6 separate regions of the Mus musculus genome follow, and all the other regions are linked to region 3. A link is a contact called in public Hi-C, HiChIP or PLAC-seq and promoter capture Hi-C data. All regions are on one chromosome and are shown on one strand. The core of a region is the stretch at or near the end of the contact, and the rest is flanking DNA. Distances in the headings are between cores, read along the strand shown.

What was found. Promoter capture Hi-C pulls out the DNA fragments that hold promoters and counts their contacts. A called contact is a pair of places that touch in the nucleus more often than the background predicts. HiChIP or PLAC-seq counts read pairs in DNA pulled down with a chosen protein or histone mark.
Region 1: a promoter capture Hi-C map of embryonic stem cells shows a contact between it and region 3, with 3 times the contacts expected there. The contact joins the enhancer-like site here to the promoter of Fmnl1 in region 3. A contact is called at or near these places in 15 of 39 promoter capture datasets (the 3T3-L1 cell line, 3T3-L1-derived adipocytes, the C10 cell line and 7 more), 1 of 15 datasets of contacts at CTCF or cohesin (embryonic stem cells), 28 of 484 Hi-C or Micro-C datasets (B cells, the G1E-ER4 cell line, the HL-1 cell line and 8 more), 6 of 115 datasets of contacts at active chromatin or transcription factors (the SCID.adh cell line, bone marrow-derived dendritic cells, bone marrow-derived macrophages and 2 more) and 1 of 9 other capture datasets (embryonic stem cells).
Region 2: a contact with region 3 is called in a Hi-C map of cortical neurons, with 2.5 times the contacts expected there. The contact joins the enhancer-like site here to the promoter of Fmnl1 in region 3. A contact is called at or near these places in 14 of 39 promoter capture datasets (the 3T3-L1 cell line, 3T3-L1-derived adipocytes, the C10 cell line and 9 more), 6 of 484 Hi-C or Micro-C datasets (the HL-1 cell line, the N1E-115 cell line, cerebellum and 2 more) and 2 of 115 datasets of contacts at active chromatin or transcription factors (large pre-B cells and stem cell-derived neural progenitor cells).
Region 4: a contact with region 3 is called in an H3K27ac HiChIP or PLAC-seq map of large pre-B cells, with 2.6 times the contacts expected there. The contact joins the promoter of Gjc1 here to the promoter of Fmnl1 in region 3. A contact is called at or near these places in 2 of 115 datasets of contacts at active chromatin or transcription factors (embryonic stem cells and large pre-B cells) and 1 of 9 other capture datasets (adipose tissue).
Region 5: a contact with region 3 is called in an H3K27ac HiChIP or PLAC-seq map of bone marrow-derived dendritic cells, with 3 times the contacts expected there. The contact joins the enhancer-like site here to the promoter of Fmnl1 in region 3. A contact is called at or near these places in 16 of 39 promoter capture datasets (the 3T3-L1 cell line, 3T3-L1-derived adipocytes, the C10 cell line and 8 more), 1 of 15 datasets of contacts at CTCF or cohesin (embryonic stem cells), 26 of 484 Hi-C or Micro-C datasets (B cells, ECoMG myeloid progenitors, the G1E-ER4 cell line and 7 more), 5 of 115 datasets of contacts at active chromatin or transcription factors (the SCID.adh cell line, acute myeloid leukemia, bone marrow-derived dendritic cells and 2 more) and 2 of 9 other capture datasets (embryonic stem cells and liver).
Region 6: a promoter capture Hi-C map of embryonic stem cells shows a contact between it and region 3, with 3 times the contacts expected there. The contact joins the promoter of Rprml here to the promoter of Fmnl1 in region 3. A contact is called at or near these places in 9 of 39 promoter capture datasets (the 3T3-L1 cell line, 3T3-L1-derived adipocytes, cranial neural crest and 4 more).

What each region holds. Positions count from the first base shown.
Region 1 is chr11:103,448,521-103,452,112 of GRCm38.p6, reverse strand. It overlaps Lrrc37a (titin-like), which reads left to right. Exons shown (of 14, transcript XM_011249376.2): 11 at 109-158; 12 at 969-1,005; 13 at 1,080-1,225; 14 at 1,304-1,406. The coding sequence ends at 1,370. Among named protein-coding and RNA genes, the nearest start is that of Gm39397, 29 kb to the right of the region's middle. Within about 2 kb of position 2,227, at least 9 of the 459 cell types and tissues checked have an H3K27ac peak or open chromatin away from gene starts, as enhancers often do. A contact at or near this core is called in embryonic stem cells and trophoblast stem cells, where this site is marked.
Region 2 is chr11:103,664,487-103,668,442 of GRCm38.p6, reverse strand. No RefSeq gene overlaps it. Among named protein-coding and RNA genes, the nearest start is that of Rprml, 17 kb to the right of the region's middle. Within about 2 kb of position 2,017, at least 53 of the 459 cell types and tissues checked have an H3K27ac peak or open chromatin away from gene starts, as enhancers often do. A contact at or near this core is called in the N1E-115 cell line, cortical neurons and hippocampal neurons, where this site is marked.
Region 3 is chr11:103,169,212-103,172,926 of GRCm38.p6, reverse strand. Fmnl1 (formin-like 1) reads right to left here and starts at 1,789. Exons shown (of 26, transcript NM_001077698.1): 1 at 1,486-1,789. The coding sequence starts at 1,614. It overlaps Gm51919 (a long non-coding RNA gene), which reads left to right and starts at 2,351. Exons shown (of 3, transcript XR_003949776.1): 1 at 2,351-2,773.
Region 4 is chr11:102,817,775-102,821,604 of GRCm38.p6, reverse strand. Gjc1 (gap junction protein, gamma 1) reads left to right here and starts at 2,446. Exons shown (of 3, transcript NM_001159382.1): 1 at 2,446-2,635.
Region 5 is chr11:103,468,204-103,472,046 of GRCm38.p6, reverse strand. The region is part of intron 5 of Lrrc37a (titin-like); the gene reads left to right. Among named protein-coding and RNA genes, the nearest start is that of Lrrc37a, 35 kb to the left of the region's middle. Within about 2 kb of position 1,361, at least 6 of the 459 cell types and tissues checked have an H3K27ac peak or open chromatin away from gene starts, as enhancers often do. A contact at or near this core is called in bone marrow-derived dendritic cells, where this site is marked.
Region 6 is chr11:103,647,246-103,651,304 of GRCm38.p6, reverse strand. Rprml (reprimo-like) reads right to left here and starts at 1,796. Exons shown (of 1, transcript NM_001033212.2): 1 at 725-1,796. The coding sequence starts at 1,524. The coding sequence ends at 1,171. 1700072I22Rik (RIKEN cDNA 1700072I22 gene) reads right to left here. Exons shown (of 2, transcript NR_131143.1): 2 at 2,292-2,699.

The DNA.
Region 1 (3,592 bases), core at 978-3,477, 280 kb before region 3:
GTTACGGGAGGGAAGACTAGCACAGCAGATGTCAGATAGAGGGGATGAATGTAAACGCAAAGACAGAAGTCACTGATGTAATCACAATAATGTTTTCCTCCAAAACAGATTTATTCTCATAGAACAGCAAAGGAGGGAGATGAAGAGAAGTCCTCAAGGTAAATGTAAGGTTGGCAGTCGTTCCGGAAGAAGCTGAGGGTTAGTGGAGAGCTTGGGTCTCTCTCTCTCTCATTTAATCCCCTCACTCAACAGTGGGGAAACTCAGGAAGAATGCTCTCTCTTGATGTCTTGCCTGGCTCCCCAAAATAGCAGGAATACCTAGGCCTAGCAAGAAGGCCTCTAGTGTCACCATCTCTTTAAGGACAGAAGGTTGGGCTGTACCCATCCTACTGTTGGTAGCATCAGGGATTCACTATGCAGCCAAGGCTAGCCTCAAACCTCGTTTAAACTTGCCAGGTACTGGAATTAGATATGATCCAACATGCCCAACTAGCTATGTCCTTTAAACTGTTGTCACGACTCACTCCTCAGAGGCAGTCTGCACGGTGAAATTCGGAGTTTATGAGCTGAGCTGTGGACTTGGTGCTAGGCAAACAGGAGTGCCCCCTCCCTCACCTCAGAAACTCTGTATGTGAGAGTTTGTCTAAAGGCACCAATGGGAAAGGCTCTGGACAGCAAAATGCTTCTGTCCAGGATGATTTCTTCAAAGACAAAAGCTAGTCCACAGGGGTAAGTGGGGCTCTAGTCATGCCGGCACTGTGGCTATGCTCCAGGACAACCCATAGACAAAGATCTCCCCAGGGGCCTTGTGGAACAAAAGTTCCTAGAAGCCAGGCATGCATGGAATTGTTCTCAAGTCCCAGGGCATGGGTGATTTTTGTTATGGAAAGAGCTGAGGTGTCTCCCAGGAGAGAGACACACACACAAAATGACTCAGTCACTAACTGTCTTCTGTGTTTTCTTCCAAGGTATAAGAAAAACTACTACAAGATATCTGAGACTCAGGTAAGCTTGAGACTGGGTGCTGTGGCTGGGGAGTGATGATTGGGGTAACCAATGTCTCCCCTTCTCTTTTCTAGGATGGGTTTTTCTGGCTAAGGTGCCCACTGTGGCTTAGAGACATGTATAGGCCTCTGCACGACACCCGAAAGAAAAACATGGCTCAAGACCTTCAGGACAAGGAGTCGTCTGGAGAGGAGGAGATTTTCAATAAGGATGTACCAAGGTAAATGTCTAGCTCAATGAGGAGATAAGGGCCAGTTCCTCTTTTCAAAGATTAAAAGCCTTGGCATTGTTCTTCCAGGGAGTTCAAGAGAAGATCCTCGGTGAAATCATCCGCAGAAGAGAGTGTAGTCGAAGCCCCACGGTGATCTGCTATCATTTATTAATAAATTATTTTTTGTAGATTTGTGAGTATCAAAGTCTTTTGTACTCCAGTACATGAAAATTGATGCACAGCACTTGAGGGTGTGGGCCAGTCAGATGGCTTGTCACAGGTGAGCAGATGTCATTCAAGCCCCGTGACCTAAGTTTGATCCAGAATTCAAGTGGAAAAATAAAAAGCAGCTTCATGCTCCATCTTTATCCCTGTGCATCTTGTAGGCAGAACAGATTTTGAGTTGAAGGTTTTGTGGGTGAGTTGATGTACCTCTCCTACTGGAATTCCTGACTGGCTCCAGGAAGTGACCACTTCAGTCTCTGTAGGAACCTCAGCTAGGGTCACTCCCATAGACTCCCCTGAGTCTCCCCCATCCCAGGTCTCCAGCCAGAGATGTCCCCCCCCCCCATCGATTGCCATGCTCACTCCCAACCCTCTCCCACACCCCCTTCCCCAACACCTGATCACGATCCCCATTCCCCTCCTTGCCCTCTCTCTCACCCAGTTCCCTCCCTCCATCCACCTCTGATGACTATTTTGTTTACCCTTCTGAGTGAGATTCAAACATCCTCCCTTGGGCCCCCTCATCACTCAGTTTCTTTGGGTCTATGGGTTGTAGTGTCGCATCCACCCCGACCAGCAGGAAAGACACAACACCATTGTCCTTCTTCAAGCAGGTTTATTCAGGAACACTTCGCATTGAAATGCAGGAACAGGAATCCACCCCCCCCCCCCCAGCAACCCCGGGGCGTGCCTTAAATACCCTACTGACTCCTCCCAATCACCCCAGTCACATAACGGCAGTCCATTGGTTCACAGCAAATGATGACACCTCAGGCGAGCAGATGAGGCATGGAGTCTGCGCAGTGCAGGGGGCTAAGTCTGAGGTAATGAGGAAGTCAGGCGCAGGTCATAAGACCTGGCAGCCATCCCCGGGCGCCATCTTGGGGCGGTGGCCGCACCCGCTCCTCACATTGTAGCATGGTTATCCTGGATTTTATGGCTAATGTCCACTTATAAGTGAGTGCATACCATACTTTCTGGGTCTGGGTTTCCTCACTCAGGATTATATTCTCAGATTCAATCCATCTCATTATGTCTTTGTTTTTAATAGCTGAATAGTATTCCATTGTGTAGATATACCACATTTTCTGTATCCATTCTTCAGTTGAGGGACATCTAGGTTGTTGCCAGTTCCTGGTTATTACAAATAAAGCTGTTATGAACATATTTGAGAAAGTGTCCTTCTGGTATGGTGGAGCATCTTTTGGGTATGTGCTCAGGAGTGGTATAGCTGGGTCTTGAGGTAGAACTATTCCCAATTTTGTGAGAAGCTGCCAAGTTGATTTCCAAAGTGGCTATACAACGCACATTCCCACCAGCAATGGAGGAATGTTCCCCCTGCTCCACACCCTTGCTAGTATGTGCTGTCAATTGAGTTTTTGATCTTAGCCATATTGACAGGTATAAGATGGAATCTCAAGAGTCATTTTGATTTGCATTTTCCTGATGACTGAAAATGTTGAAGTTTCTTTAAGTGCTCTCAGCCATTTGAGATTTCTCTGTTGAGAATTCTGTTTATTGAAGAAATGGCCAACCAATGACTGATCCAACTTGAGACCCATCCCATGGGAAAAAGCCAACTCCTGACACTATTAATGGTACTCTGCTATGCTTGCAGACAGGAACCTAGACTAGCTGTCTCCTGAGAGGTTTCCTAGAGCAGGTGATGGAAACAGATTCAGAGACCCAGAGCCAAATGTCAGGTGGAGCTCAGGGAGTCTTGTGGAAGAGTGGGGGACAAAATAGAGTGAGCTGGAGGAGCCAAGGACACCTCAGAAAGACCTACAAAGCCTGGGCCCATTGGGGCTCACAGAGACTGGACCACCAACCAAAGAGTACGCAGAGGTTGGACCTAGGTCCCCTGCACATTTGTAGCAGATGTGCAGCTTGGGGGTCCTCTAACAATTGGAGCAGGGTTGGGGGCTGTCTCTGACTCTGTGGCCTGCCATTGGATCCCCTTCCCCTACCTGGACTACCTTGTTGGGCCTCAGTGGGAGAGGATGTGCTTAGTCCTGCCGGGACTGGATGTCTCAGGTTAGGTGGTACTCAGGAGGGGACTCCCATTCTCTGAGGCGCAAGGGAGTAGGTAATGGGGCTGTGATAGGGATGTAAAGTGAGTAAAAAATAAATTATAGAAAAAATAAAGAGTAA
Region 2 (3,956 bases), core at 768-3,267, 500 kb before region 3:
TCTTCCAAGCTCCTACACAACATCTGACAGAGCTCTTAACAACGAATGGATCTTCAAGCCCAAAGTTCCAAAGTCCTTCCACAGTCCTCCCCAAGACAAGGTCAGGTTGTCACAGGAATACCCCACTATGCTGGTACCAATTTGTCTTAGTCAGGGTTTCTATTCCTGCACAAACATCATGACAAAGAAGCACTTGGGGAGGAAAGGGTTTATTCAGCTTACACTTCCACATTGCTGTTCATCACCAAAGGAAGTCAGGACTGGAACTCAAACAGGTCATGAAGCAGGAGCTGATGCAGAGGCCATGGAGGGATGTTCTTTACTGGCTTGCTTCCCCTGGATTGCTCAGCCTGCTCTCTTATAGAACCAAGACTATAAGCCCAGAGATGGTACCACCCACAAGGGGACCTCCCCACTTGATCACTAATTGAGAAAAAGCCTTGCAGTTGGATCTCATAGAGGCATTTCCTCAACTGAAGCTCCTTTCTTTGTGATAACTCCAGCCTGTGTCAAGTTGACACACAAAACTAGCCAGTACACAGTCAGTGCTCTTAACCACTGAGCCATCATCTCTCTCTAGCCCCTAGATAACTTCTTTTTAAAAACTGAAAAAAGATTGTGTGAGGGGGTGAGAGAGAGGGGAAGGGGAGGAGGAGGGAGAAAGAGAGAGAGAGAGAGATGCAGATGTCTTTGGAAGCCTGAAAAAGCTGTCAGATCTCCTGGTGCTGGAGTTATATATGGTTATGGGCCACTCCGTGCAGTTTCTGGGAACCCTTCTTCTTTGAGCAGAAAGTGCCCTAAACCACTGGGCTGTCTCTCAAGCCCCTCACTCTCTTACTATGGGAACTTGAGGTCCTCTTTTGCAGTTGTTGCCTTTTCAGTATCTCTGAGAGTCCACGGGAGTTGGCACCCACCCACCTACCCCCACACATCTCTTTCCTATTGGTGACCCCCTGGCAGGGCTTTTGGATTGTCTCCTTCCTCACGGACCATAGCCCACGCTCTCTGCTGCTCTATCTAGGGTGGGCAGGATGCCACTACTTGGGGAAATGCTGAGGGCAAGGGAGCAACAAGGCCAGGAGAGGGAACTAAAGGAGGAGAGGGGGCACGGGGAGTGGAACTGCTGAGCGTGGGCTCAGTCCCAGAGCCAAAAGCCTGCGCTGCAAATTGCTTTTTCCTTCATGTCTGTCCCAGGGAAAGGCCCAATTAAAATAACACCTATTGAAAACGGAAGCAGAATTGCAACAGGCTGCCTATTAGGCCTGTCTCCACAGGCAACGAGGGGTAGCTGTGAGCTTGAGGAACCCTCCCTGTGTGAGCACAGATCGCCCCCGAGCTTTGGGAAGACTCCAGAAAGGGGCTGCCCCAGCACCTGACCCGAGAAGAGCCCGGACCCTGACGCTTTGAGGGTACCCTGTGCAGGGGCCGGATACTTTCCAGGGCTGAGTCCTGAGGCTTGATGAGACCGAAAGCATCCGGTTCTAAGTCTAAGAACAGGATCAGTGTAGTTGAAAGGAAACTTCTCAGGGAAAGACAACGTGTCAGGGGCCACCCAGCCCGCTAGGGGTGACAGCTGGAGGCAGAGAGAAGGTTACATATTTGGCATTCACGGCTTCTGCCACTTTATTCTACTGCCTTGAACATCCCATCCTAGCCTTGGCCTGGGACCCTGGTCCTAGCCACAGTTCCTACACACTGGCCCTGTGCCATATTTCTGCTCAACACAGCTAGGTAAGGGAAGTAGGGGCTATGCCAAAAAGATTTTTTTTTTTCTGGTTTCAAAGCATCTCTCCAGACCCCTCAGGAACTGGTCTAAGTTCTTCCTCACATAGCCAGACTGCGGTGTCCCTAGGAGGCAGGCAGAGATGGGATGGACACAGTGTCTAAGCTGGCCAGAACAGTGGGTTCTGGAGGTGCCTGCTGGCCGCCCACAGGGAAGCTTAGTAGTGGGTGGTATTCTCTCCACTGGGCCATGTCTCAGCTACCCAGGGTTGGTTTCCATGACAACAACAAGCTCCTTACCCATCCTGTTCATCCTTAAAAGATTCCCACCCCAGCTGTCTGAGCCTGGGCTCCTCGCCCAGCTGCCTGCCGTACCAGCAGCCCACAGCTCCAGAGCCCAGGTTTAGCAGTGAACTGTCAAGCCTCCAGAGAGAGTCTCCTGGGAGGTGCCTGGTAACTGGCCAGTCTTAGAAAAACGTCCACATGATTGCTTCTTAATTGGATTAGGAACTCGCTCCCAGGGGTTCTCTGCCCTCCACGTTGCAGCCAGGTTCCTCCAGTCTTTTGGCTCTCAGCATTAAGATCTTCCCCGTCCCCTGCTCAGTGTCCCCAGCTGTAAGAGTGCTGCTAATGGGGACTTCTGCAAAGCCAGTTACATACCCAATGGGAAAAGAAATGCTCTGATACCTTCAGAGATGAGACACAGCCCCAGCCTGGAGCTGTTCAGGGGCGCCACCCCTCTCTTGAGCCTCAGGTAACCCCTATTCCTGGCCTCTGCACATTGTTTCTGCTTCTCTGCCCTCCCTCTCTACACAGAAGCTCCTTCACAACCCAGCTCCAAATCCCCTCCCACCAGAAGTCTTCCTGTCTCAATAATTTCCCCCTCTGTCTTCTCACAGTGCCTATATTTAGTCCCTGTAACATGACTTGCCTTATGGTATATTGTGCCAGGGAGGGGGGGTGGGAGATCCCTGGAGCTATTTATTTTTCTGAAGTTATTTTTTTTTTAGTATGTTTTCTTTCTCTGCTGAAAAATTCTTCTAGTGAGCATATGTTGTTTACCTGCCCGGCACACAAATCCTGATCCCCTTTTCTTTCTTATGGAAATCCCATCCCACTGGCCAGCTAGAATCGCTGCCTCCTCCTCCAATGATAAGAATCTGGCCAAGCAATTGACTGGTCATAAATATTGATTTAAAGATGACCACATGACTGGGTAGAGCCAAACAGGATTTCCTCTGGTATTTCTGTGGACACAGCCAGCTCTCTGACAACTATCAATTCCCCCTGTGGTACTTACCTAACAGAAACAGAGATGCTTGCAGGTAGGAATTGTCATGCCCCTTAGTTCTGGGCAGTAAGACATGGACAGAAGTTGCTGGGGAAGACGATTAGGAACAGACTCAATTGGCGTGGCCTCCACCCCAATCTTAACGGATGCCTCTCAGGTCCCTGACACCTCAGCCTGAGTGGTTTCATTGCAGTCAGGTAAGAGGCTGCCTGACGGTGAAGCTCGCCAAGGCCAGCGCTGGAGCCAGAGTGAGGAGAGAGAGTGTGCACGACATCACTAACACCCGTACATCCAGCCATGCTAGAAGCTTGGGCTGTCCCAGTGTGGAGAGATGGCATTTCCTGTCCCTGCCTCAGCCGGCCTGCACTGGGTTTCTCTCTCTCTCTCTCTCTCTCAGTGAAAGAGGCTTGAATGGAAACCTCCACAAGACCCAAATCCTGTGCAGTAAGACTCAAATCTGTACAATAAAATGCTAAGTGCAGGGATGAAAGGCCGTAAATCGTTCTTTGAGTGGCCAGATTCATAATAAAAGTCAGGTGAGAGTTTGAAAAGACGTTTACATGCAGACTAGGCCAACTAAAGGACAGACTTGTTAGTTATCTGAGTAGGTCTCAGGCCACGGACATCTCCGAAACAGTGCATGAGCCAGCCTTATCTTTACCGAACCCTTCCTTCAGCATTCATACCTCCAGGGAACCTGCACCATCATTCCTGACCCCGCCATCCTGTCTTAGTGATTACTTTGCTCTGATTTTTCTCCTGGGTCGCTGTACCTGGCCCAGGACCTACCCACCCTAGGCAGGTGCTCTTCCACTGAGCTACACCCCCAGGGATGGCTTACTCCTTTTCAAAGCTCAAGCCAGCTGTGCCTCCATGAACCAATTGAGCACTGTGTGTGTCTTCTCCCCAAGTCCCACCCCACCAGTGAGTGGAGACCCCTCTA
Region 3 (3,715 bases), core at 540-3,039:
GAACCCATGGCCCTCCTGACAGGCTGAACCTGCCATCACCCAGGCTCCTAATATGACCCCCTCCCCCACTTGCTCAGCTCTGCTGAGCTTGGCCAAGGCCTGGATCTGAGGAAGAGGGAGTTAGGGGCAGGTGGAGAGACAGGGAAGTCCAAAGCTAGCCTAGTGTGAAATGTCCCTCAGAGTCCCTATTTGTCCCCAAGTTGAGCACTTGTGCCTTCACAAGGAGAGACCCCGCCCCATCTCAGAGGTCCCCCCAAGCTCCTCCTCTCCTTCCGAAGCCAGGATTCTCAGGAACTGTTGCCCCTTTGAGACCATGCAAAGGATCTAGCAAGTCAGGCCTACTGACTCGCTCGCTTGCCAGAGAGAGGAAATGCTATCCAGGAGGTGTGGAGGACAGAGGGTCAGCACTTCTTTGCATCCAGAGTGAGCCTCCTCTGGACTCCCATCCTCAGACCTGCAACATCAGCCTACTGAGACTGGAAAATGCCTCTAGGAAACAGCCCAGCCTTCCCCACTGTCACCCGGTGTCCAGCCAGGGATGCCTAACAGGGATGCCACTGGGCAGCCACCTACAGAAGACAGCAGGAAAGAGTGCTGGGGTGAAGAGGAGGAAGTGAAAAAGACTGGCCTTTCCCCTCCCCTACTTCTGCCTCCCAATGCCTGCACAGCCCACCCTATCAGAAACACTTTGAACCACTTAACTCCATGCTCAGAGTTGATGAGTTGATGGCTCCCTCCCAGAGGCCCAGACTTCAGCTGCTACTCCATCCTAACCCACCCTTGCCTGCCCCAGTTTCCCAAGCAAGTGACAGCCAAGAGGGAGGGGAGCCTTCCAGATTTCTGTTCCACTCCAAGCCAGAATGACCAGCCTATCCTGGCCCCACCCTTCCTAAGCTTACTCCTTTCAGTGGTTGGGGGTGGTCCATGATGAGGGAATGACTGCAAACACCCATTCCGGGACATGGTGGGGGTGATAAATACAAGTGGAGGGTCTAAGAGTCCAACTCCTACGCCAGACACCAGAACAACCCAGGACTGAAGGCTCCACTAGGTCTACAGCTTCCAGAAGGTTAAATTATAACCCCTTTCCTCTTTGACCCTGAGACGCAGAAGGGCAAAGCGCTCCAGACTTGCACCCAGCCGCTGGGCCTGCGTGCAGTGGAAAAGTGGGCGCCAGCCCCCTCCCACCTGGGGCGCGTTTGGAACTCAACCTTATGAGACATTTTTGACACCTTTAGAACTAGGAGCATAGGAAGGGGGTCGATGGGGGGGTCTCTTAAGAAAGCTTCCTGGAGGGGGCTAAAGAAAGTTTCTTGGGGGGGGGGGTGCCAAGTCACTCTGAAAGATGACAGTGTTACTCCTACCCCTCTGGAGGGACAGCAGGTGGACCAGGGATCTCCAAGCCGCACCTGAGTCCCAAGAGGCGGGGACGCATGCGGAGCCCCTGTCATCCCTGGCTCCTGGTGCGCATCAGGTCACACTCACCAAGACCCGCGTGAACCTCTCCTCCAGCTCCCCGGCCGCCGGCATTGGTTGCTTGGGGACGGCTGGCTGCTTCGGGGGCGACGCGGTGGGGCCCGCGGGCTGTTCGGCGCTGCCAGCCGCGTTGCCCATGGTGGTCCCCACCCAGCCGGCCAGGCGCCTCCAGCCTCGGAGATCCAGTTTTCCCTGGGGGTCGCGGACTAGGCTCCGGGAGCCTGGAAGCGAAGGGCAGCGCTGTGTGGCGAGGCTTGGCTAGGTGGCTCTCGGCTCAGCGGCGTGCAGGGGCCGGGGCGCGGCGTCCCATCGCGGCGGCCCCGTCCGAGGGAGCGGGCGGCGACCGAGGCTCGGGGAGGAAGTAGGGTTGCAGGCGGCCGGGGCCAGAGGGCTGGGCCGGGGGCAGGAAGCTGCGGCGCGGGCTCCCCCCTCGGCGATTTTCGAACTTCTGCTGCCGCTCCCGGTGCGCGCAAACCGCAGTTCTCCGCCGCGCACCCGGCCCCAGGGGGGCGGGCTGCAGGGAGGGGGCGGGCGCGGGCGACGGCCGGGGGTCCTCCGCAGCCATGGCGCGCCGGCTGGGGGCTGCCGAGCAGTGCACCTGCGGCGGAGGGGGCGGCCGCCGATGCACCTGCCCGAGCCGGAGCCGACCCAGGCGAGGCCGAGAACACAGCGGCGCGCTCGCCCGGCGCCTCCGGGTCCTAGAACCGCAGCTCTCCACCCTAAGCCCGGCAGTAGGGGGGTCCCTAGGCCCGAGCCTGGAGGAGGCAGACCCCCGGGCGGAAGATTGTCCAACCAATCCGCGCGCGCCTTAGAAACCTAAGGTGGCGCTGAGGTGCGGTTGGTGGGCGTAATTGCTGCTGGGGGTCCCCCTTTGGGGTCCCCAACTAAGAAGATGGGAACCCCCTTCCAGGCCCCCCACCTCTGTGTCTCTCCTCCGTTGGGCCCAGAGATGATCTGAGGACCAGAGGGAATTATCTGCAAACAGGTTGGAGGACAATGACATAGGTCAATTGAGACCTGACCAGATGTGACTGTGCCAGCATCTTCAGCAGTTTTAGACTGGGGGCACTCGTGGAAAAATGAGGTTGGCGAACCTGGAGATCACTGTGGTGGTGCCAAGGAGAAGTAGGGCACTAAGAAGGGTTAAAGGCAGCTGCTAGGCTGGGGGAGGAACAGGCACCTCAGATGGGTGGAAAATCTTGACACTGTCACCATGAGGGACCTAGGCTGGCTGAAGAATGACAATCTTGGCTATCTGATAGTTACAGAAAGATTTCTGTGATAGTGACCAGCAAAGGTAGGTATGGATGTCCTTGTTTCTGTAACGGTAACAAGGGGCCTTTCCGTAGCTGTAGCAAGGGGTCTTGTCCAAGGCCACACAGATAATTAGGGCAGAAACGAGCCTCTCTGTTCATATCCAAAAATCTATAGCCTCGGACTCTTCTTATTTAGGGTAGGAGAGTGGAGAAGGGGTAGGCCTTCATAACCGGGGCTCGAACTCCATCCTGAATTAACACCTCTAATTCTCCCACTTAATCTGTGGGGCTCTTGAGTCAGCCCCTCCCTGTTCTGCCAGTCCATGGGGTGAGGTGCCCTACACTGAGGGAGCCTTGAACTTTCTCTGTGCCAGCCCAGGGGCTCTAAATGGCTACTCTAGGTCATTCCCACCTCTCTAGTTCATACTCAAAGCCACTGACAAAGGATTCAGCAGGAACTGGGAAATTAATTATCTAATTATGAGGAAAACCAGACACAAACCTGCACGCTCCCCAGCTTGACCTGATTAAAGCCTTCCTCCTGCCAAGTTCACCATCGCCCCTGTCACCATGGGAGAGATAGTCTCATTTCATGTCCTGAGCAAGGACTTCCAGGGTGGGTGGAAACAGGGTCTCCTGGAGCCTATAGGAAGGGTACCTGCCCTATGCCTACCTCCATCTTCCTTAGCCTTGACCTTGGGCCTTGCCTGAGATTAGTAGTTGAGAGATTTTTGTTTATTTATTAAAGACTGTACTTCCTGATTCTTCCATAGCTGTCTCTTTCAATTCATCAACAAATGTTTCCTTCGAGCCCCAGCTGTGTGCCCAGCTGTCTGCTTACTGATGGGGCTTCTGGGACTCTTAAGGTGTCCCTAACCTTGGACACAGCCTAGCAAGGAACGGATTCAGAAGCTGGGAGGGAGGGTATCTGCATTGAAGTACTTGTGGGGTCAGTGCCCATGCCTCCTCTGCCCATCACTGCT
Region 4 (3,830 bases), core at 1,197-3,696, 350 kb after region 3:
TGTATATAGTTCAGGGTCTGGGGTATAGCTTAGTGGTAGAGAGTTGCTTAACATGCAAGGGCCCTGAATTTGATTCTCAGCACCAAGAAAGAAAGAAAAATAAAACCTGTTACAGCCCAACATGCCAACTAGACCCACGTGTGTTCCTAGTCTAGATCAAGCACAGAACTAGCCCCGCCCCCAAATCCCACCACGCCCCTTTCAGGGCACTGTTCTGCATAGCAGGTAACTTCAATTCTCACTTAGCAGCATAGACTCCTTTTGCCCGTTTTCAAACTATATATAAACGGAAACTCCTTATGAGGTTATATGATTCAGCTTGGTTTATTCTCAGTGATGTACATTCTACCATTGTATGATTATAGTAGTGTTTATCTGTTCTGTGGCTGATGGGTAATTAGAGTTTTTTTTTTTTTTCTTTTTGGCTGTTAAACTATCCCACACATATTTTGGTGAACACCTGTAGGCATTTCTGTAGAAGTTAGTCAAATGATGTCTTTTTTCTCTTAGAGGAGGGGGGCCAGAATTAAACCCAAGACCATATGCATCCTGGGTAAGAGCTCCACTGAGCTATGCCCCAGCCCCAACAGGTTTTTCTCATTCATATTCTCATGTATTTAAAAGTTCTTCACATTTGCCACTAGAAGAACTAGAGAAGTCATGTTGGGAAAGGCTGGCTGGGGAGAACTTTTGATACTCAGAGGCCAAGCCGTTTAAGGAACGGAAAAGGCTCAAGCAGCTGAGCGGGAGGGTGTAGGTTCTCAATAAACCAAATGTGGATCAGAAATGGCTATCCCATAAAACCAGAGGCTCATGGTTGGCCATGGTGTCCCTTACCTCTACTCCTAGCACTTAGGAGGTAAGAGCTGGGGAATCCCTCTGAGTTCCTGAGCAGTCTGATCTACATAACAAGCTCTAGGACAGCCAAGGTGACCCCATCTCAAAAAACAAAGAAGCAAACAAAAATAAAGGTTCAGAGCACAGCACAGTGGGGGTGGTGTCTGCCTTAGACCCCGCCTCCTGAGACAAAGGCAGGAGCATCAAGACTTCAAAGCTAGCTCTCAGCCACAGGTCGAGTCTGAGATCAGCCTGTGCTATAATGGGACTTCGTTTCATAAAAAATCAAACAAAATATCAAAAATGAAACATGAGGCTCAAAGTGAGCACATTCTTTGATTTTTAGAGAGAAGCCAAAAAAAAAAAAAAAAAAAAAGGATTTAAAAATTTGGGCACTTTCCTAAAAAAAAAAAAAAAAAAAACCACACACATCATAGCAACCAAACAAAATTTCGGAGGGTGTGGGTAGGCAATGGACCATCCCTTTTCATCCCAACCTGTGACCTAGCTTCGGGAGAAATTTGATCCACAAGTCGCCTCACTTGTTAGTGTTTAATTTCATCCCTGTCCAGGGGCAAAACTTTTAAAAAGCCTATCCATTTGTAATTCTAGAGTACAGGAATGGCCCTCCCCTCCCATCTCTTTGGTAAACTGCCTTTCACCACCCAGTCTCAATCTCGTTAAAGTATTTAGGGGAATTTCTCGTTTCTTTTTTAATAAAGATTTATTTTTTATTATTTTTAATTATGTGTCTCTGGGTCTATGTGTAGGTATGTGCACATCGATATAGGTGCCCCGAGAGAGTCGGATCCTCCAGAGGCTGGAGTTACAGGTGGTTGTGAACCACACAACGTGGGTGTAGAAGATTCTCTGCAACAGTAGTACAAACTGCATAGCCGCTGAGCCGTCTCTCCCGCTAGTTTTCCTTTTCTTAACCCGCAGTTTCGGCCAGGGGAATTCCTGTCCATGTGCATTTCAAGTCTTGTAATTGGGATCCCGCTGGGATGCAAGGAGTTAAGAGGAAATGGCCTATTAGGGTCTTACTAATCCGAGAAATCCAGGACCTCAAAACTATGCAGAACGCCTGTAAAAACCATGATTCCACCAGGCGGGGATGGTTGGCCGAGAAGCCCCGGAGGTTTTTCGAGCAACTGCAGAGCAGAGCCTAGAACGGCCATGAGCATCCCGAGATCCGCTGGACCAAGGCCCTGACCTAGCGCACGAGATAACGGTGGAGCTCTGCGGTCCGACCCTGGAAACTCAGGTGAGGCGTGTCTCCATCACGCTGTCACTGGCCGGCTCCTCCGGGGAATCACGCCACAGGAAATGAGCCCGCGGCGCTCGAAGTCAGCCGCCCACCGGGGCTCCCCGCGCAGGGGTCCTCCCGCCACCGCGCGCCCCGCCGCGTACGGGACCGCCCGGGAACGCGCGCGGCCGGTCACGGAAAGTTGGCGCCGGCGCGGGGCCGCGCGCTCCGGGCGCCCCCTCCCACTCGAGGCGCACGTGCAGCCGCGCCCCCGCTCCCAGGCCGAGACGGGACGCCCCCACCCCCACCGCGGCACGCAGTGCGCAGGCGCCTCCCCGCGGGTCCCGGCGGCGGGAGCGGGAGAGAGGGAGGCGGCGGGCGCGGCCGGAGCGGCTTCAGCCTCGGCTTGAAGGCTGAGGCGAAGGAGGCGGCGGCGGTGGCGGCGGCGGCGAGGCGGCGAAGGTGATGGCGACGCGGGGCCCATGAGGCGGCGGCCGGCGGGACGGGCCGAGGCCCGGCGGAGGAGGCGGCTTCGGGGGCGCCCACCGCCGGGTGAGCGGCGGCTTGAGGGGCCCCGGGCCGGGCGCGGCCGGGCGAACTCTGAGGCGCCTCGAAAGCGGCGGCGGCGGCGGGCCGGGTTCCTGGGGGCGGCAGGGCGGGAAGGAGCGCCCGCCGAGCCCCGAGGGGCGTCGCCACCCGCGTCCCGCCGCCGGCGCGCCCGCCCTCTTTGTCCCCAGGCGCGCGGTTCCCAAATTGGGAGGGAAACGGCTCGGGCGGGCCGGGAGCGGGCGGCGGTGCTCCCGCAACTCCTCGGGGCGGTTGGGGGACCCGGCCGGGCTGGCGCTGGGCGGGCTCGTCTTTGTCTGACGGCCTGGGCCGCTCTTCGGCGGCGTGCTGCGGGCTCCGGCGGGTCCTCTGTCCCCCTCGGAGGTTTCTTTTTCCCCCCTTTTTTACTGGAGGTTTGGTTCGAGCGCTGCGGAGCGGGAGAGGGGCTGGCGGGAGGACCCGGCCCGTCGCCTCTTGCTGGACGCCTTTTCTTTACTTGAGATGACTTTATTCTCACTTCGGAAAACTTTGGAGCTCTGCTGTGGCCTTTTTTTTTTTTTTTTTAATTGTTCTTCGTTGAGTCTCCAGATTGAAAATAGAGAGGAGGCGCTAATGCTGTGATTGGGCTGGCTGCCGCGTTTGGAGTTTCGAGTTGAAAAGATTTACATGACCCATGTTTAGAATTTGGGGTCCTCCCCCGCCGGTCCCCGCTTTGCGGATTATTTGGGATTGCTTTTCTTTTGCGAAGTGGGATGAGTTTGGTTTTTGTCATTTGAAGACATTTTCCTTTTGGTCCTCGGGGACTGGCAACGCCACAGATTTCATTGTGCTCGGGCTTTATTTTGTTCTCGTCCACACTAGGTGCAATCGAGGAACTCAAGGTAGACCAAATTCTGGATAAGTTATCTTGTATGTGTCTTAAGTCTAAAAGTTATTGCTTTTGTTGTGCACCCTTACAAGTGGATATATGTGAAAGCGCTGTACAAAAAGCCTTGTAAACGAAAGACTTTAGTTCTGTTAGGCAGAAATCATTTTGTCTGTAGTACATGAGTAACTGTAGGAAGAGGATTAATAATGTAATTTGGGGATTAATCCTTCCCCCTTGTAAACAGTTTGCAGGTATTTTTCAGAGCAAAAAATGCAAAACAAAGAGAAACAAAAAAGGCCCCACGAATTTGATTGCTTAGCTTGTAACTAAATT
Region 5 (3,843 bases), core at 112-2,611, 300 kb before region 3:
TTCAATTCCTAATACCCACATGGTGGCTCATAGCCATCAGTAACTCCAGTTCCAGGGCCCAGTACACTCTTCTGATTTCTACAGGTATCAGGCACACATGTGGTGCACATACTTATGTGCAGGTAACTGTTCATACACATAAAATAATAATAAATCTAAAAAAAAGAATATATTTTTTAAAAAGGCTCGCTGTCTTCAGGACCTGGTGGTCCTCACTTTGGTTCAGAGAGGATACTGGCAGCTGCTTCTCACAGTAAGAAAGGCACAAACATTAAAGAAGAGCAACTCGAGTCTGTCCTTGGGATGAATTGGGTAAGATGATTAATTTGTAGTTATCCTGCAGTCTTGAGAGGGTCACATCCAACATTTATGACACCTTTCCTTTCTTTGTCACATCCGATTCTCCCCTCTGGTGTGAGAAGGCTCCTTGTCTTCTCATCCTGGTAGTTCTCCCTCTACCTGTAACAACTCTTTGATACTCACATCTATGAGTATTTGTCATGTTCTGGGTGTTATTTGAAATACTTAAACGAGTGAGAGGCGCACATGTAGCACATTCTGACACCTAGAAGTGGTGTCTTCTGAACAGGTTATCTCGGCTTTCTGGGCTTTGTATCTTATCATGAAGTTGGCTTCTACTTGTCATAGGGCCTGTGGGGCAGATAGCTGCATTTCCTTCTAAGAAATGCATATCTGTAGAACTCACTGGCACACTCTTCTCTGGCATCCCCAAGGGTTCCTGCTCCTGGTTTATTATCCATACAAAGTCACTTGTGTTGAGCTGCCCATTCTGGTCATACCCCTTCTAGATGCCTTTGAATCCTGGACTACTTGGTGAGGGAATCGTAGGGATTTTGGTTTTTTTTTCCTACTGAAAAAGAGCTGAGGTTTGAGGCTGTCCTACTCAAGTGACTTCACTCCAAAGTTACAGAAACCAGAGTTTGAACCCAGAGCCTGCTGGATCAAGCCACTTTTGCCTGTTCTTCGTGGTTGTCTTTCTCATGGCTGGGTTAAATACTGTGACTCTCAGAACCATGGTGCAGAAGCAGACTCACCATTTTTGATTTCTTAGAATCTACTAGTGTAACACAGAATCCTGCACCGAGAAGCTTCACGTGGGGAGGACCTTGTAGATGAGAAAAAGAAAGGATTTCTTCTTTCCTCACATTCTTCTTGCACGTTGGAACAGGGTCTGGGTCGCTGCTTATTTCTCTGACCATCTTCCTCTAAGGAAGCCATTTCCCTGCCTGCCTTTGGGATTTCTAGTGTGGGTGCTTTTAGAGGCAGGTTTAGCTTCCCCCTTCTAACTGTACAGAACTGCAAGGTCAGCTGGGGTGAACTTCCTTGGGTATTTTTGGTTGTTTTCCATCTAAGCTCACACATACACATGAGCATGACCTTCCAAATACTCAGGCCTGTGGCTTGTGGTCTTCCGTTTCCCAAGCACATATATGAGCATCTCAAGTTCCCTGTGGACATGGTGCTCCCTGGCTTTCCTGTCAGTCTGCTGTGTAGGGTCTTCGTTATCCCAGCCATACTCATATCACTGCCTCAGTTAAGACACTTGACTGTAATTGTTTTCTAAAGCCACCTTCTGGGAGAAGTTTCTAGAACTAGAGAATGCTCAGTAGGATCAGATATAGACAAGTCTGGTCTCACTAGGGGCCACTAATTCCCTAGGATTGAGGCATTGAAGGAGCTACAGCTCGATTCTGCTCCATCTTATAGTGAGACTATGGGATGTTTTGGTTTGTTTGATGGATTGATTGATTAATTGATTGATTGATTGATTTTAAGGTTGCCACTGAGCTAAGATGAGGAATGACTTAGGGGAAGTTAAAACAACACAAATCCTTTTGTTCTTACAGAAATTGAGTTGGTTTTCGTGAATAAATGATTCCAGAGTATGGCAAGCCTTTGGTTAACATTCCACAGTTCGCTAATTCATTGTTTTACGCTGGATGAACTCTGATGTCCTTACTCAACTGTTTTCATTGATATCAACATGTTATCTCAGTGACAATGGACTAATTAAATGTTAATCTCAGGGAATGATTAAGGAAAAGAAATAAAAGGAAACCATAACTCTTACAGCTCTTACAGTGGCATCCTCCAATGAGCATGTGAGGTTTAAGCAGTTAACTTCTAAGCCACTCGCGATAGTGTGTAATCCCATCACATGGGAAGTATAATCAGGAAGATCAGAGTAGCACGGTCATCCTGAGCTATATAGTGAGTTCAAGGTTAAGGTTAGCCCAGACTAATAAGACTTGTTTCCTTTTAAAAAATATTATTTCAAACCCATTATTTTATACTATTAATACACTCTTAAAATGTGTATTTCAATATTTACTTATTACTTTGCGTGTGCCATGGTATAAGTGTGAAAGACAACTGGGCTCAGGGACTCAACTACAGTTATCAGGTTGACAGTAAGTCCCCTACCTGTTAACTGCCATTTCTGCCAACTGGCCAGCCCAGGAAATTGTGTTTGCAAAAGTTTTCTAGAAAGAATATAATCAAAATATATTGTGTGAGCTGTAGCTTAGTGAGAACACATACCACCCATGCACCAAGTTCTAGGTTCAATCCCCATGACTGTCAATAAATAAATAAAAGGAAAAGGCTGTGTTAGGTGTGGAGACAGTTCTGCAGGTAAAAGTTCTTGCTGCACAGGCCAGATCTGTCTGACTCCTGGAACCCAGTGTATGGAGAAAACAGACTCCCCAAAATTGTTTGCTGACATCCACACCTCCCTGGCACTCACATGCACAGCCTGACATGGCACCACCTCCAACACAATAATTATAATAAATGAAATTTTAAATTATTCTAAACTAAGTCTCAAAAGGAAGACTTAATTGTGGCTCTCGTAAATCCCCTTTCTCCACTTGCTAAACACAGGCTTTGGAATCAGAACTAGCCTCAGGTTCCAATTTTGGTTTTCTGTATGCCCTCAGCAAACTAGGACAAGTCATACAACCCTTGTGTGCCTCCATCTCCTCGTCTGGAGAGCAGGAGCGGTGACTGGAGCAATGGCTCAGTGCTAAAGAGCACATCTTGCTCTTGCAAAGAAGAGGAGCTCAAAGTTCCACAGGCTCTGAGTCCCTCTTGTGGACTCCTCAGACACTCGCCTCACAAGTACGCCTACCCCTGCTACACACACACACACACACACACACACACACACTTAATTTAAAATAAATTTTTTAAAGAAAATGGGGTAATGGTTACCCTAGCACCTCCAGTCCGGTTGAACATGGAAGGATCACAGATGCCTGGGAGCTGAAATGATTATTGATATGTTCTATTCTGATTTGGGAACAGACTAAATCTAAAACATTTTTTTTTTCTGTTTCACTTCATTTCTCCTATTTTGTTTTGGTTTTGTTTGTCTGTCGGCCTGGGCAACTAAGCAAAGACCCTCGGCCAAGAGAGCGGGGGAGGATTATTCATCTTATTGGCGTATAAACAATGTTGCTTACTTGTCCCATAAACACTTGTTAAATACCAGGGTCAATCCAGGTGCCCTTCCAGGCACAGGGGTGACAATGACTATAAGGCACAATCATTTCCTGAGCTCATCATGGCCAGGAGCCTGGCACCTGCACACACAGGCTTGTTCAGTCTGTGATGATCAAGAACACAAGGGAAACTGGTGGAGCTTGGCTGTGACCAGAGCCCAGCTGTGACAGGGGCCAGCCTTGACAGGGAGCCTGGCTATGATAGGGGGCCTGGCTGTGACAGGGGGCCTGGCTGTGACAGGGAGCCTGGCTATGACATGGGGCCTGGCTGTGGCAGGGGGCCTGGCTATGATAGGGGGCCTGGCTGTGACAGGGGCTA
Region 6 (4,059 bases), core at 547-3,046, 480 kb before region 3:
CCTTCCCTTCCTTCTGGCCAGTAAGCACCAAGTCCCCTCCAGAACTCAGTTTCAGGTTATAAGGGACTAGAGGGTGCATTTTTTTAAATGGGAGGGTCTAGTACTCAGAAGACAACTTCACCTGGAGGCCATTTTCCTCATCTTAAACACCCCAAGTCTCCTTCCAGGACAGAACTGTTCCATCCATCTACCATCCGTAAGGGTGGGGTAAAACAAGCCATTAAATGGGGCTTCTGGGCTCAGCTTGGAATTTTACTAGACCCAGCCCCATCTACCCAAATGAATTTATCTGATATGTTTATTTTATTCCCTCCCCAAAATTCTGTTCGCTTTCTTTTTCCATTTCCATTTCATGAAGATGACTAAAATTTCCAGCAATTAATCTCATTAAGTGTCTGGCTGCCCCAAAGGACCTGCCTCCTCTACAGTAGTAGTGTAGAAGAAAACAGTTCTTTGTAGGAAAAAGGAAACAAAAACACAAAAAAAGACAACAAAAACAACGTTTAAAAAAAAAACCCAAAAAGATAAAACAGTTCCTTTCTTTCTCCTCTTGGTCTGAGAACCAGGGAGCTTCAGAGCTATCTGCCCCATAGCTCCTTTAATGGACCAAACTGGGCAAGAAGTAGGTCACGGTCTCCTCCCTATACACACACACACACACAGACACACACACAGACACACACACACACACACACACACACACACACACACACACGGCACAGTTAGAATGTATAAGGAAGCCCGACGGCTATGGTTTTATTACAAAATTTCTTCTCAGACGCAATGCGAGATCAGATGCAAAATCTCAGCGATGCACCTCTTCCCTGAGCCCTCCTTGGAGCTGGCCCCCACCAACACGGCCGACATCCCCGCCATAGTTAACCTCAGCCCCGCATTGCGTCTCCCCATCCCTGTCTCCCACTCTGCCCCGAACTTCTCTTTGTAAAAAACCTGTGAAGAACCCTGCGTCCCCGGCCCCTGCTGGAGCGCACACAGGACGGAGTCTGGCATGACAGTCCCTTCGCGCACCGCCGCCGCTGAGTCCTATGGTGTCCAGACCCGGGTGGTGCGAGGTACTTCGTTGATCGCAGGCAGCGGCCAAAGCCTTGAGAAAGAGGCTCCGTAGTCTCTTCCTCGCGGTGCTTCAACTCTGGCAAGGGCGGCCGGCGCTCAGTATAGTCCCAGGATGGCGGCGCCCACGTCCTTGGAGGGCCTGCGCTCCTGCATCAGAAAGTTGATCATGCTCTCGGACTTGATGAGCAGGTTACAGCCCAGGAAGAAAACGCCGAAGACCACGGTGAGCGACAGCACGCAAAGCACGGCGATCTGCGCCACGCGCGACACCCACAGGCTGCGTTCGTCCGGCGCCAGTCCTGCGGGGACCCCGTCGCTGGCGGTCAGTGGTGCGCCGCCGGGGCAGCAGTCTAGCCACGTGCCCAGCCCGTGGCTGCGGTTTCCCAGGGTGGCTCGGGCGTCACCACCCACCTCTTCCAGGCCGCTGTGGTTCAGGAAGCTCACGTTCATGCCGGCGTGGTGCCTGGGGGGGGTCTGAGAACGCAGGCTAGGACGCGCCCGGGAGCTGGCGGCGTCCGCTCTGTCGGGGACGCCCGGGGGGTCCCTGGATTACCCTTGCGCCAGGAGGAGAGGAAGGCGGGAAGTCGCCCACGCGCGCTGCGGTTCTTGGTCCGCCTACCTCCCCAGCGGGAAACCGGCGGCCAGGAGCAGAGAGCAACAGGCGGCGCGCGAGCTTGAGAGAGCCAACAGTGCGTGGCAGTCGCCCACGGAGCTCCGAGACTGCCGTGCTGCCCCGCCCCTGGCAACCGCCGAGCTCCGCCCCGCCCCGCCCTTCCCCAACCCACTCGCGTCGCCCAAGCTGCGGGGACACGAACCCCTCCCAGCGTGCTGTCTGCGCAAAGCCCGCTGGACAGGGTCAGAGTGTTCAGGCAGCTCCTGCCCTCGGGCCAAGTAATCTTTGACTCACTCTAGGCTGTCTGTTTTGGGCCGAAAGCTGCCCCAAAGGTGCGGGTTCCCAGAACTGTGGATGGGGGCGGTCTGGAGCCTTTTTCATTCTGTTACATTCTGTGTGTGTGTGTGTGGGGGGTAGCTTTGGCCCACGGCATTGCCCACTCCAACGGGTGTGGCTCTGGGTGGCCTGACTGTGCCACATTGTCTCTGCTGGCCCCTCTCAGCTTTTCCCTGGCTGAAGGCTGTCACAGCTAAGAGCTCTTTGCCTCTTACCATGGCCCCATATGCCACCTCTTTTTAACATATTTATTAAAATTAAGTCATTTGGCGGAGTTTCTATTTTATTTATTTTATAGAAATAATCATTGTAGATCACTTAGCACGGATCAGCAAAAGTTGGGAAAAACCCTCTAAAACTGCAAAATCCTGCTGTCTGGGGTGGGCCAGTGTCCTTACCTAGGTACAACCTCCTCCTGGTTGTCTCTATTTGTGTCCGGGAATGCAGCGTCTTGCCTACTGTAGCGTACATGCTGTTTTGTACTGCAAGGATCTGGCTCAGACAGTCTGTGCTTTGCTTTTGGCACCAGAATTTCTTTAGAGAAATGCTCCTATATTCCTTTGCTCATTATTCTGCTCAGCTTAAGGCAGGGCGGGGGTGGGGGTGGGGCGGAGAGGTTTAATCTGCACTCGCAGCCCATGTCCTTGACTCTGTCCAGCTGTAGTCCAGCTGTCTGCTGCAAAAGGTAGAAGTAGAGAGTGAGTATGGGGACTTCAGGGAAACCCGGCTCCAGTGAGCATACTCAGTACACGTGGGGGCAAATGCCCTGCTCCATAAGCTCTCAATCTTTCCTTCCTGCCCCCCTTACCCTTCCATCACTCTGGGTAGATCCTGCTGGGTAACTTGGTGTGAAAGGAAGGTTGAGAGATGTTTGCCTTTGACCTGTAGTGTGAAGGTAGAGAGAGCGAGCTAGGACCCCTGGAAGCTAGCGAAGATCACCAAACTAAACACAAGCCTGGGCTCTTACCCGGCTCCCCCCTCCCCGCTCTTGCTGGGACAAGAGTCAGCCAATTGCCTATGTCCAGCTGCCTGAAGAGGGGCGGGGCAGGAAGCTTTGCGTAGAGGCAGGCAGGCCTGGGGGTGGGGTACAGAAAAGTATTCCTTGGGCTCAGCAGAAGGGAGGCATAGAGTAGTCTTAGTTTGTGGGGACGTATTGCTTTTCCTACCGTGTCCTTTGGGATTTAGGGACAAACTTAGGGATGCTGTCAGCTGCCTGCCAAGTTCAAGCCTGCTTGCTACAGGGACTGTGCTTAGCTTTCAGGTAGTATCAGGGTTTGATTTTTCACATACAGTCTGGCCATTGCCTCTGTAGACCTAGGCTCTCAGGCTCCTTCAGCTCAGAAATGGGCGTCCTGTATGACCCAAACCCAGGTCATTACACACTCTCTGTCTGTACCATGAATCCTGGCAAGATTTGGCACAGTTTGATGTGTATGAACTCTTAATTTTTACTCCCCCCTATGTATGTATAGATCAAAGGTAAGTGTTTTTCTCCATTCCCCCCCCCCACGCTCCCCTCAGAACTAAGGAGTGACCCCTGCGTGTCATACATGTGAGGCAAGCATCCGTCAGGGAGCTTTAGCTCCTGTTCCTTCTATGTTAGTTCTGAAACAGGGCCTCCCGCTGAGTCTGGAGGTCACCAAGTCCACCAGACTACCTGACCTCTAGGAGCCTCCGGTCTTCACCTCCTCAGCACTAGAATTACAGGTGTGCAAAACTCAAGTCCTTACACCTGTGTGCTGACCATGTTACTCACTGAGCCTTCTTCCTGCCTCCTGAACTCTTAATTTTTGTGGGAACCCTGACAGGTAAAGGCGTTCCTTATCAATGGCTGCCTTGCAAATCCCTTCACATAGAGCCGACACTGGTCCCCTCACAGTACCTGAGGGACAGGGATATAGAAGCCGCTAGGCTCTGGCATAGAGTCCCTCACAGGATGGAACTCCAGGTCTTGGCTAAGGCCACAGTCATCTAAAAGTTAGACATCTATTTCTGTGAAGAGGCACCATGACCACAGCAACTCTTACAAAGGCAAA